Linked DNA regions of Mus musculus: region 2 is linked to region 1. Evidence: chromatin contacts called from public HiChIP or PLAC-seq data. All regions are on one chromosome and are shown on one strand. The core of a region is the stretch at or near the end of the contact, and the rest is flanking DNA. Distances in the headings are between cores, read along the strand shown. Region 1 holds the start of 6430548M08Rik (RIKEN cDNA 6430548M08 gene). Region 2 holds the start of Zfpm1 (zinc finger protein, multitype 1).

Evidence for each region. HiChIP or PLAC-seq counts read pairs in DNA pulled down with a chosen protein or histone mark.
Region 2: a contact with region 1 is called in an H3K27ac HiChIP or PLAC-seq map of thymic regulatory T cells, with 9 times the contacts expected there. The contact joins the promoter of Zfpm1 here to the promoter of 6430548M08Rik in region 1. A contact is called at or near these places in 1 of 484 Hi-C or Micro-C datasets (B cells) and 1 of 115 datasets of contacts at active chromatin or transcription factors (thymic regulatory T cells).

What each region holds. Positions count from the first base shown.
Region 1 is chr8:120,110,016-120,116,148 of GRCm38.p6, reverse strand. 6430548M08Rik (RIKEN cDNA 6430548M08 gene) reads right to left here and starts at 1,997. Exons shown (of 13, transcript NM_172286.4): 1 at 1,832-1,997.
Region 2 is chr8:122,277,396-122,283,923 of GRCm38.p6, reverse strand. It overlaps Zfpm1 (zinc finger protein, multitype 1), which reads right to left and starts at 1,783. Exons shown (of 10, transcript NM_009569.4): 1 at 1,402-1,783. The coding sequence starts at 1,441. It overlaps Gm39269 (a long non-coding RNA gene), which reads left to right. Exons shown (of 3, transcript XR_879285.3): 2 at 5,728-5,782; 3 at 6,248-6,528. RefSeq lists an enhancer at 926-1,169.

The DNA.
Region 1 (6,133 bases), core at 748-3,247:
GTGAGGCAAGGAGAGCAGAGAAGGAGACTCCACTCAGCCCTCCAGCCCAACAGGAAGCGTAGCTGCTCATGCCCATCTCACGTCCTCTTGGGTGATGAGCTACTATACCCAGCACTTTTAGCAACAAAGGTATTGTGGAGCTTTCTTTGCCTCCAACAGTTAAGTGGCCCTGGACAAGCGAGGCTTGGTTTCTTCATCTGTGTCACAGGAGGAATGATACTTGCCACTCCCAAATTAATGGTGGAGATGAACAAGGAGATCCTGTTGAAAGTACTCTGGAAGCTACCAAAGCAAGAGAACCGAGTGACAGGAGAAGTCATTCTCCTATTGTCATCCTGAAGTGGGGTGTCATTCAGCTTTCCATTCCTCTCTTTAGACGTGGTCTTGTTATACCGCCCAGGGTGACCTTGAACCCATGACACTCTTTTCTCCGCTTCTGGAGTACTAATAGTAAGTACAAGTCTATACCATTGCATCTGGCTTTTGAAATTTCATTTTTTAGTTGTTTTTATTGTTTAACTTTTTTGTATGCGTGTGACTAGGGGCTTGAGGAGGCGAGAAAAGAGCATCAGATTCTGTGAGGCTAGGGTTACAGGTGGCTGGGAGCCCCCTGAGGTGGGTGCTGGGAACTGAACTCTGGAGCTCTCAAAGATCAGAATATGCTCTCAAGGGCTGGCTGAACCGTCTCTTCAGCCCCTTGACGTTTCCTTTTAACTCGATGACTTTCCGCTTGTGAAAGGAAGACGAAGAAGGGAGAAAAGGAAAGAAAGCCGGGGTATTCACATGACTTGCCCACTCAATAGCTCTCTAGGGGCGCAGGGGGTTGGGAGGCTGTCCTCAGAGAAGCTCCCTCAGCGCCATTTGGGGTTATTCTAAAACCACTTACCTTGGAAGAAACAAACATTGCCATGAAGATAGAATGCATTTAGCATCTGCGGAGATAACTCACTTCAATTTCTTTAAGATTTGTGATGCGCGTATACTTGTGACATTCTCAAGAGATAGGAGTCCACTCCACATGAGCTGACACAGACCATCCAAAAGACAACCATCCCAAGAAACTTCTGGATTGCAACAGAGACTGAGCTAGCTCATCATCACCAACCAGAAATCACCAGTGTTTGAGGGGAAAAGAAAATCCCAGGTGTCAACTTTTTCCACGGAGCCCGTCAAAACAGCTTATCTGCCATCTTGGTCCTCAAAGGCCTAAACATCCCTACTTCTGACCACAGTGTGGAAAAGAGGGAAGGGATGCGGCTCACTAATGCCCGAGCCTCTTTGCCCTGTCTTGGGGTTCATGCTGTGTCGCTGTCCTGCTTTCAGGATTTGGGAGGGAGGCAGATCGAAGGGAATGAATCAGAACCTCAGCATCGGGTTACAGGCTGGATCCCAGCTGGGGCGAGGGTAGCCCGGCCTGCCAGCTGCCAGCTCACCTCTACCTCTGACTCACCACCGGGACAGCTCCACGTCGGGGGCCCAGCCCGTGCCAGCGCACCTGCGCCGGCAGAGCCGCGCTCCCGCTCACTCCGTAGGTCGCACCCGTGTGCGGCACTGGACTGGACCGCCGAGCCTGCTTCCTCCTCCCCTTGTCACCTTCCCACGTCTCATCAACCCTGCAACTCCGGGCGAGCGCAGACCCGTGCATGACTGGGTCCGAGTCTTCCCAAATCCTAGAAGCGGCCTCGGGGTCCGAGCCTTCCCAGCCCGCTCCGGCGCGGTCGTGGCCTCTGAGCAGCTCGCGGCCCTCCACTGAGACCAGCAGAATGACAGCCCTGCCCGCCGCACCGGCCGTCCAGCCGACCCGCCCACGCCGCCAGCGACCCCTCCTCACCGGTCCCGGCGCAGCCACGCCGCACAGCCCCTCGCGAGCGCAGCACCGCAGCCCGAGGCCCTCTCGCCGCGGCGGCCCGCGGGACCGGGCAGGGGGGCGGGCAGGACGCCGTCGGGTCTGCAGCTGCCGCGGATGCACCGCGCGACCAGCCGTGCCGGGTCCTTCTGAGGCGCGGCGGAGCGGGCTGTCAGTCAGCGGGAGCGCCCCGCCCCTTTAGGTGCACGTGACGCGCGAGCAGTCGGGCCCTTTGGATGTGTCGCGGAGAGAGTTGTCAGTCAACAGGGGGCGCCACGCCCAGTCCCACCCTCCTCCCCCGCGTGACGTACGAGTTCTCTGGAGCAAGCCGGGAGCCACGCCTCCAGAGCACCACGTGACTCGCGAGCTGTCACTTTTGCTGGGAGCGCCGGGCCTCGCTCAGCTCCTGTACGCAGGCGCGGGAGCGCCCCTTAGTCCCTGCGCCTCCCGACAGCCGCGCGGGTTCGCTCAGGAACAGAGTTCCAGCAGAGGATGACTAGGTCGCGGCGTTTTTGCGCGCAAAAGTGGTTTGGGAGAGGAAGGTGACCCTCGAGGCTGGTCTGGCCTGGGGTAGCAGAGTCCCAGCGTAGGTCCCGTGGACCCACACGCCTTTGAAGGCGCGAGTGGCCAGCTGAGTCCCGTTTGTCTTCCGAAAGGCGTGTCTTTAAGAGGCCAGTAGATTTGGCTCTTTTCATAAATAGGAGTAAGCACAACGTCCAGCCATTCAGCTTCTCCCACATCTCTTCAATAAAGAAATAACAAAGAGGCTGGGGGGTGGAGCTCAGGGGCGGGTCACTGCCTCTGAGTGGTCAAGGTCCTGACTCCCATGCCCAGCACCAGGGAGGAAAAGGAAAACTAAAGAAAACCAAGGCCGAACTTCTGGGATTTTTCTGAAGTCCTGAGGGTTAGGCAGGGGGCTGGAGTTCTGCCAATCAGGAAGATGATATAGATGGTGGTAACCGAGCACCTGCCCTTTGCTGACAACAGATGGGAAGATCTGTCCAACTAAGGCTTCTTGGGAAAGTTTAAGAGAGCCTTAGGAAAGGCTGGGAGCTAAAGTTCTTGGAAAGTTTAGGGACACGTGGCCACCCCAGGAGAAGGTCTCACACCTAGACGTCTGCGTGTGAGAACTTGGTGCCAGCTCTGGAGGGAAAGGGTGGGTGCTAGCCCTCATCCTTGTGTGGACACTAAGGACAGCTGCTCTGAACAGAGTCCAACAGACTATAGATAAGGCTCAGAAAAGTTGTAGAATGTGAGGGGACAGTGCCGGGGCTAAAGGAACCCTCCCCTGTTTCAGAGAAGGAAGATGGCACTAGGTACCAAGTTCTGTAACCCTGACCTCACCTAGACAGCTGTTGGGGAGCACTGAAGACAAATGTAGTCACTAAGGGATCCCATTCCATATTGAGGAACTCTACTTCTCCTCATGAGATTTAGTGGCATTTGCCCTGCCTTCTAATAGGCCTCTGACCTCCTCAGGAAGTTGGACAGAGGCAGATGACATGACATTTAAAAACGAGGAAGAACCTTCTGCAAGCCACAGACAAGTGAACTTGGTGTCAACCTAGGAAGTACTCAGGGTGGATGACTCAGATCATATCGGTGGCCCCTCTGAAAATGAAGCGCTGAGACACGAGACACAAGGAGCTAGATAATGAGGAGGCTGGGCTGTGTCTTGGTAGCTATGTTCTCCGGTGGTCAAGATGTTCCTCTGCAGGTAAACATCCTTGAATGTGCAGATAGGTTGTCCATTTTGTCAGAGACTAAGGTACCATAGGGCTTTCCCAGTTGCCACATGTGGGCATTAACAAAGATCTGCATCTTCAGAAGACCCCCACTTTATCATGCTATCATTTATATTGTGGTGGTGTGCCTCTCTGTGGGCTCTTCAAGAGGATCATGGGTATATCCTAAAAGGGAGATTTGGCCAATCATGATTTGGGAATGGAAAAGAGACATCATACCTTATAATCATAAAATCGGCCCGGCAGAGGTGGTGCACGCCTTTGATCTCTGCTCTTGGGAGGCAGGGGCAGGTGGATCTCTGTGAGTTTGAGTCAAGTTTGAGGACAGCCAATACTAAACAAGGAAACCCTGTCTTGAAAAACCAAAACCAGGGGGCTGGAGAGATGGCTCAGTGGTTAAGAGCACTGACTGCTCTTCCGAAGGTCCTGAGTTCAAATCCCAGCAACCACGTGGTGGCTCACAACCACCTATAACAAGATCCGGCACCCTCTTCTGGAGTGTCTGAAGACAGCTACAGTGTACTTTCATATAATAAATAAATAAATAAATAAATCTTTGAAAAGAAAAGTGTCTGAAGACAGCTACAGTGTACTTTCATATAATAAATAAATAAATAAATCTTTGAAAAGAAAAACCAAAACCAAATAAAAATAAGTAAATACACGGCTACACAGAGAAATCCTGTCTTGTAAAACAAAACAAAACAAAAAAAAAACAAAAAAAGTAAATAATCCTAAGATCTTCCCTTAAAACCACAATGTGGACCCACTTGGACATCCCACTCCAATCTTTCTCTGAAGTATAGCTTTGACTTGCTGAATAGATTTTTACTTAAACTGTCCATGTCTCTTGACTGAATTCTTTCCATTGAGAAGACAAGAGGCTCCCTCTAGAACCTGCAACAATGTCAAAACTTGTTTGCTTTATTTGATGGCTAGTTTACTTTATTTCCTGTTGTGGATATGCAGATAAGGGGCTGTGGTGAGAACGCCATCTCCAAACAAAGGCAGGGTGCCTAACCTTGGCTGCCAGCTCGCTTGGATCGGGGATCAACTAAGAGACCAACTTCTGATCTGGTGTAAGGGTATTATTTCCAGAAAGGATTAACTTAGGAGGAAAGCCCTCCTCCCAGGGTTGGTGGCACCTTCTATGGGGGGGGGGGGGCGGATAAGATGCAGGGGGAGAAGTGGTGTTGGTTTAGCCTCTGCCCCTTGCTGGTGAGCACATCTGTGCTCTTGCTGCCACCAGCCTTTGCTGACATCAGAACCCAGCTTCTCCGTCCTTCAAACATGGACTACAGGCCAGCAGCCTTCAGTGTCACCTCAAGGACTAATCAGCCACCAAGTTCTCTGCCTCTCTAGCATACAGATGGGCACTGTTAGGCTGTCCAGCACCTGTCACGTAAGGCGATCTAATACACCTCCTCTGTAGCCCATATTCTGTTCTGCTCCCCTGGAGAACTCTGACTGACAGGTGGGGTCTGCCAGGATTCTTTCCCTTAAAGGATGGTTATTAGGGTCTTTTGTGCCCTATAAGCGGGGCTTAGGGAGTTATTGCTGGGAAGAGACAGAATGACCAAGGTAACTCTTATAAAGAACAGCATTTTACTGACTTAGTTTCAGAGGTTCAGTCCATCATCGTTGTGGTAGGAAGCAGGGCCGTGTGCAGCAGACTTGGTGCTGGAGTTGCCAAGATGTCTATATCTTGATCTGAAGGCAGCCAGGAGGAGACTGGAATTCCATACTGGGCAGAGCTTAAGCACAGAAACCTCAAATCCACCCCCATAGAGATGCTCTTCCTCCAACAAGGCCACACCTACTCCAACAAGGCCACACCTCCTAATAGTCCCACTCCCTGTGGGCCAAGCATTCAAACACTTGACTCTATGGGGTACCCTTTGAAGAGGCATCTGTGGGGTCCCATAATTTAAAAGCCCAGCAGGCTCTAACTGCACAAAAGATACCACTAAAACCCATCTCTTCCTGCCTTGACTGTGCTGGCTAGTTTTATGGCAACCTGACTCATGCTAGTCATTTGGGAAGTAGGAATCTCCGTTGAAAAAACATCCCCACCAGATTGACCTGTGCGGCAGTTTTGGATTAACTCACAAGGGCCCAGGTTATTGTGGGAGGTGACGCCCCTGGGCGGGTGCTTCTGGGAACTCCAGAACAGTAGGCTGAGTGAGCCAGGAGGAGCAAGCCAGTAACCAGCACTCCAGTAACCAGCACTCCAGTAACCAGCACTCCAGTAACCAGCACTCCACCAGGGTTTCTGTTTCAGTCCCTGTTTCCAGGTTCCTGCTGGCTGGCTTCAGTGATGTGCTGCTAATGCAGTTGCTTTTGGTCATGGTGTTTATCCCAGCAATAGAAACCATTCCTAACTAAGACACTGCCTAGATCAACTTCCCTCCCAGATTAGGTTCTTCTCACACACTGGCCTCAAGCAGCTCCAGGCTTATATTGTCTCACCTTGGCAGCCCAGTGGACCAAAGGGGTTTTCTCTTTTGATTCTTCCAGCAAAATCCCATAATTTGGTGGAAAT
Region 2 (6,528 bases), core at 534-3,033, 2.2 Mb before region 1:
CCAGCAGAGGCGCACAGGCGAGGAGGGGAAAAAGAAACCAGAGAACCAGCACAGATCGGGACCTGTGGGTGGCTTTAATTCTTCAGCTGACATGATAGAAGGAGACTTTCGGAAAACAGGTCCAGCACGCATTTGGGGAGTCGGGTTACCAGAACCCAGATTCCTCCCCGTCCCCCCCCACTTCAGTAGGGGGTACTCTCACAAGCTAAAATGCACACTTGGTCCTGGTGGCAGTGTGATGTGGACAGAGGAGGTAGCTCAGGCGTCTGGAGCTGGAAAGCCGGATGCCCAGCCCCCCTCCCGTCACCTCCTGGGCAGCCCAGATGACCTGTCGCTCTCGCCAAAGGGAAGCTCCGGGGAGGAAGCCCCGCGCCCTGCCGGGAGAGGCGCGAAGTTATTATTGGTGTGGCGTGGGGAGGAGCTCTTCCTGTGTGCTTACTCGCTCCTAGAGCAGCCAAGAGGCCCCGCAACCTGGTAGCCCCAAGAGCCCAGGAGGGTCTTACTGTAGGGGGGCACGGATGATGTAGGATTATAGGGTCTGCCTTGCTCGGGAAAGTGCCCACGGGAGAACCTGCGAGAAACTTCACTCGGGAACAACGTTTGAGTGCCTGAGGTCCCTGGATGGTTCAGGATAACCCCTCGGATGGAGGTGGAGAGAGCGGTGCCCATGGGCATCCATTCGTGTAGCGTTGTTAGGGGCAGTTGGTGGGTCGGATCTCCACATGTCCCCCAGCAGGCAGAGGTCGGATCGAAAACTCCAGAGCCGGAGCGGATAAAGGGGGTTTGGTCAGCCAGTGCCAAATGCCTAGGTTGGAGCAGCCTCCACTACCTATTCCGCTGCCTTGTCGCTCTGCAGCCAAAGCGCTGCGGTGGGCGCCGGCCGGTCCCCGCAGTCCCAAGTCCCCCTTACTCCCAGGTCTTTCTCCTTCTGCCTCTAGATACAAAGCCTGGGAGAGTCAAGCACGCCAGATAAGATCACAATTTCAGCCCGTCCCGACAGAGCGATCTTATCAGGATGGGACTTGCAGAATGGAATATTTTAAACTTTATCTGAGCCCAGATCGGGGCCGCCCTATCGCCGCACCATCTCGGATGCGGGGGAGGTGCAGGCTGCGAGGTGGCCCGGCTCTGCTGGAGCCGCGCCCCCAGACACTCTCCTTCCGGCTCTCGGGACCCGCCACCCTCTCTGGGGCCCGGACCCCCTGGGTGCCCATGCTGAGACGCGGGGGCCCTGCCCGCCGGCAGAGATTAGATTACGGCGCGCTTGGCACTCGGCGCGGGGGGCGCGGCGCGGGGTGAAGGTCGCGGGCGCAGCGGGGTTGGGCGGCCGCGCAGGGGCGGCGCGGGGCGGCGGGGCGCCAGCGGGGGTCTGGCGGGCACCACGGGCAAAGTTTGACTCACGCTTGATCTGCCGGGGATTGCTCTGTTTCCTCCTGGACATGTCTCCGGCGCCGCGCGCCCTCGCGGCGGCCGCCTCTAGCCCCTGGCGGGCGGCGGCGGGCGGCAGGGGCGCGGCGGGGTAGCGGGGCGGCTCATGCCCCCGGCCCGCGGGCTCCACGGCTGCCTCGGCCCGCGCCCCCAGCCCGCCGCGCCGCGCGTGGGCCGCCGGCGCCGCCGCGGAGGCCCGAGGCCACGGCCCTGCGCTCGGGCGCGCGGACTGCCCGGCGGGCGGCGGGCTGGTGGCGGCTTCTCTGCTCCGGCGCAGACGCCGCCGCCGCCGCCGCTCAGCTTTTCTCAATGGAACCTGCGAGCCGCGAGCGGCGAACCGGCGGCCGCCGCCAGGGCGCTCCCCGCAGGCTGGCCAGGCGGGCGGGGCCTTCGCGTAGCTGGCGGCGGGCCCCGCCTCTCGCCACGCCCCGGACCGTCCTCCGCGGTAGCGCCTTCCCACCCGTGCTGACCCCGCCCTCAGGCCGTCCTTCCCACTGGCCCCGCCCCAAACTAGCGCTCGTCTTTTCTCTGCTTGCACCGACTTCCGCGTACTCACCCAGCCTGGGCCGGGCCTTCTGTCCTCGCGCTGGCTCCACCCCTCATCTGTGCTCCTCGCGCTGACCCCGCCCTTCAGCCGATTCTTCCCACATTGGTCCCGCCCTTCGGCCGTCCCTCCTCGCGTTGACCCCGCCCCTCAGCCGTCCTCCTCACATTGACCCCCGCTCCTCAGCCGTCCTCCTTTCGTCGACCCTGTCCCTCAGCAACCTTATTACCCTGATCCCGCCTATCAGTTGTCCTCCCCACGTTGTCCCTGCCCCTGCCCCGCCCTCACAGTGACCCTGCTCCTCAGCTACACTCTCTTGTTGACTCCCTTTGCTCGTCCTCCTCACAAGAGCACAGCCTCAGCTGTCCTCAAACTGATCCCGCCCCTTTACTAGTCCTTCCCACGGGCTCCGCCCCTGTATTCCTTGCCACCCTGCTGGCCACGCCCACAACCCGCCCTTCCAGGTGCTGGCTCCGCCCACGTCTCCTCCTTCTTTGCCTTCGCCACGCCTCCGTAGGCCCGCCTTCTCCCTGGCCCCGCCTCTGCTCCGTAGTCCTTCGCACAGGCCTGGTCCTTCCCCGCCCCCAACACAGGCCTTGCCCACGTCTGTCCAATCCTCAGCTTTGTCCTCACCTCCTCCGGGCTGGCCCCTGGGCTGGCCCCAGGTCGCGCCGGCCTTGTCCCGAATTCCCACCCTCGTTTCTAGATAGACCTCTAGCCTTCTTAGTTAGTTGTAGTTTCCTGAGGTTATGTCCGCAGGCCTATTTAGGACTTGGAGACCTGTTCTGCCCCTTGGAGACCTGTGCAGCAGCCCCGCGGCACAGGCCCCTAGCTTGTCTGGCCCTGCCCCTCCGCTCTGGAGCTCCGCCCCCATGGCTTAAGTTGTGCTGCCCCTTGAAGCTGTGCCTTTCAGGGAGCCAGCAGTGGGGTCTGGATGCCCGAGGCCTGGACACTAAATTTTTGCTGGACTTTGAAAGTTGACAGAGACTCTGATCCAGAAGGAAGCTTCAGTATGAGATTTGCAGCTTCCGATGACTGTGGGTAGCCTCAAGTGGTTCAGTCTTATGCCTAATTGGAGGGGAGGGGAGGGAACCTCAGGTTTTTCCTTCTTGAACTCAGACCTGCCCGGAAATCCGGGAGGAGCCAGAGGTCAGCTGGCCTTGTTTAACCGCAGCCGATGCCACAGTGAACATCTGCCAAGGAGGTGTTCCCCCATTCCCCCAGCTTCCTCTGCTGTCACAGCCTAAGGAGGCAGGTTTCCAGTGCCCACGCAGTGTGCTCCAGACCCAGGTCAAGAATGTGCCTCTTGTTCTGTGAGGATATTGAAACTTGAGACATGCACAAGATCAACGCAGCTTCGGATGGGGTCATGTCCTCATCCAAAGCAAACCAAATGGGCACCGTTGATGTCTACTGCCTCTCTTCATAGCACACAGAGAATCAGAAAGGTCTCCACAGAGAAGACACATGGTCCCCCACCTACCTGGTAGGCAGTCTTCGGTTGGTACAACTGTCACCATCCATGTCCCCTTGGAAGTTTGCCAGATGCCAGGTACCAGGCGTTCTGGGTATGAGACCTATTTCTTTACAGCTTCTGATACTGAGGTCCTTGCAAAGAAGAGAGAGGTGGTCGCCTCTTCCCTGACACCCTGTACACTCAGTGAAGGGCACTGTGCAGGACTGGCTAGTGGGACTGAATGCTGCCCCCTCTGTTGGTCATACAGGAACACCAAGGCCCAGATCCAAGATTTGTACAAGGCTGTCTGGCTTTCTAGCTCTTCTCAGAGGAGCCATCCTTCTATAGCTGGGGTCCCCACATTGGCTGGGTCTTCTCAGTCTAGTAGCCCCAAGATGCTTACGAACTGGACAAGGCATAATTTGTCTATTTCCATCTTCTTAAGGGAAGAGCACTTTACAAGGAGATGAGGCTTAGGGTCTGGGAGTCCTGGGAGGTGACTAGAGGCTGGCATATGGTGAGAGGCTGGGTACTCGGTAAGTAACACTCAGGCTGGAAGTGCTGGATAAGAGCAGCGTTGAGTGGACATCTGAGAGTCATGAGAGAAAACTGTGGCTTTTGATTAGTAATGTCTTCCTGGGATGCAGGAAGGTGAGATGGGGCCATTCTTTGCCCGACTTGATTTACTTGTATGATGCTATGTATACATAGCCCAGGCTGGGACAGAAGGACATACTTAGCTAGCAACCTAGAGCCTGCCGGCCAGGACAAGCTGCATCATTTGCAGGGCCCAAGCAAAATGAAAATATGGGACGCCTGTTTTAAAATGAAGAATCCCAGACAGCCTCCCATCTGGGGACATGTGTCCTCCCAGATTCTGTGCCTAGCAGAAGGTCCTGCCACGGTCTGGGCTCGCAGCTTCCTGATGGCCTTCCTTTCTCTATCTTCCACCGAGCTCCCACTGTGGACCCCAATTTTCCTGCCTCTGTCTACTGGGAGTGGCAAGTTCATGACCAGAGCCAGCAGGGAAACAGGATCGATTCAGCTAAGGGCCTTATAGCCCTTAGATTCTTTGTGGAGCAGGAGGACTCTGCTCAGGGCAGGGAAGCCCTGCTGTGATTGCAGGGACTCCTGCTCTTCTGGGGACCCAAGGCTTAGTAGCAAATCCTCTGAAGATTTGCTGAGAGGCGTGAAGGCTGCCAGCACCTACTCTGGGCACACAGCATGGGTGCCACTGTCAGCACTTTTGGAGCCCCCTTCAGAACTGTCCTGGGTTTTCTCCTGGGACCCTGTGTAGGTCTCAATGGGTGACGAGGCATCTTCCAGGCAGAAAGCAGCAGGGTGTTCCTAGGTATAGGTCTAACTGCCCTTCTGTGGTTTTGAAGGGCAGGACCTTGGAAAGGACTCCACAGACCTCAGTCCCTGTCCCCGGGGGCTCTAGGTTTATGTCTTGTCTGGCTGTGGTTCCACTGCCCTATGGTTGAGTCCATGCCTGGTGGGCATGCTCTGTGATGGTTCACCCCCTGCAATGGCTTTTGGATGATGACCGGGAGACTGATGCTAGATCTTGAAGGAGAAAGAGGATGCCGGGGCTGGAGATGCACTGATATGGAAGCTGCACTGATATGGAAGCTGGGAGGCTCGTGCATGGAGCTATTGCTACCTGATGCCAAAATACACGTGAGGCATGAGGCCGTGGCTGGAGATCAGGGCTACAGGACGACTGTACGCCCCGATTCCTCTGTCCCTTCCAAACCTCACTGGCTCCCGCAGCTACCTAGTCTCAGTGGCCTCAACTCCCGGTGGCTCAGACTCTGCGACTGGGCTTTCACCACATCTCCTCCTGACCTGCCTCACTAGCATCCTGACTGCTGCCCCCAGCTCCCCGAGAGTCATGATGCTAGCTACACCAACACTTGTCTTAGCTGGGTGATGTGGTACATGCCATTGCTATGGAGGCTGAGGCAGGAGGATTGCTGTGAGTGAGATCCTTCTCAAGGCCCTACATGTGGCCACTGGGCCTTTGTATTAGTTGCTCGGGTACTGTGGGCACCCTTCCCTCCCATTGCCTGGCCCTCCCTGTTCACTTTTCAGGAGGGAAATCCCTGTTCCTCTCCGCTCCAGCTTGTAAGGCAGCTGCAGGCAGGCCCTCAGCACTAGGGGCTTCATCATCTCTCACTGTCAGTGGCAAGGAGGGGGCATCATGGTGGCATCATGGCACCAGCCTCCGTGCCTGTCCGTGCCTTAGCATAACAGTTTCTGAAGGAGGAACTGATACAATTACCGTTTGTCTTGTCAGGTGGATAAATGGAGGCTCAGAGAGGTGAAGTCACTTGCCTGGAGCCACACAGCAGGTAAGAGCAGAGCAGGACTCCCTCTGGAAAATGCCCTGTCTTAGAATGGATGTTGAATGCTGTTTTGGGGAAGAGGCTCAGGTCTTTCCCTACCCCCTGCCTGGGTCAGGCCTCTCTTTCTTCCTCTACTGTCAGTCATCCCAGGCCCTGAAGACACCAGGCAGCCCTGCTAAGGGCCATCCTGACATTTGTCACCACCAGCTCTGTGAAGGGTTTAATTAACTTCCTGTCTCAATAGAGGATAATGAGTTTTCAACACCATGTGACTCCCCGAGGAGGTCAAATGGCAGCCAGGATGTCAAAATAAATTAAGTTAGGAACTGGGAGGCCACTGAAGGAGGCAGGTCTATAGAGAGCTCCCCCATCTGGCTGGCTGTCTAGGCTGTGTGTGCTTCTGGCCTGTTTTTCCTGGCTTTGACTGGCTCTGGGGAGAGGGCTCAGGCAGGTCCTTGTCCCTGTTCTCAGCCACCAAAGATGTCAGAAGACAACACCATCTGAAGAAAGAGCTGGCTCGGGACATTTGCACAAGCCCTTCCACCTGGCCTCCAGGGTCAATGTACACAGCCAAGGTCTCTAGCAAGCGTGCCCTGACAGTCAGCCACCACAGGCTTATGCCTAGATGCTGCCGACTTTGGATACGGTGGGCATCAGCCAAGATCCGCCCTTCGTGTTGCTTCTCATGTGACTTTAATCTGCCCTCCGGGCAAGGGTGTGGCCAGAAACACATCCTCCCTTGGACACCACCT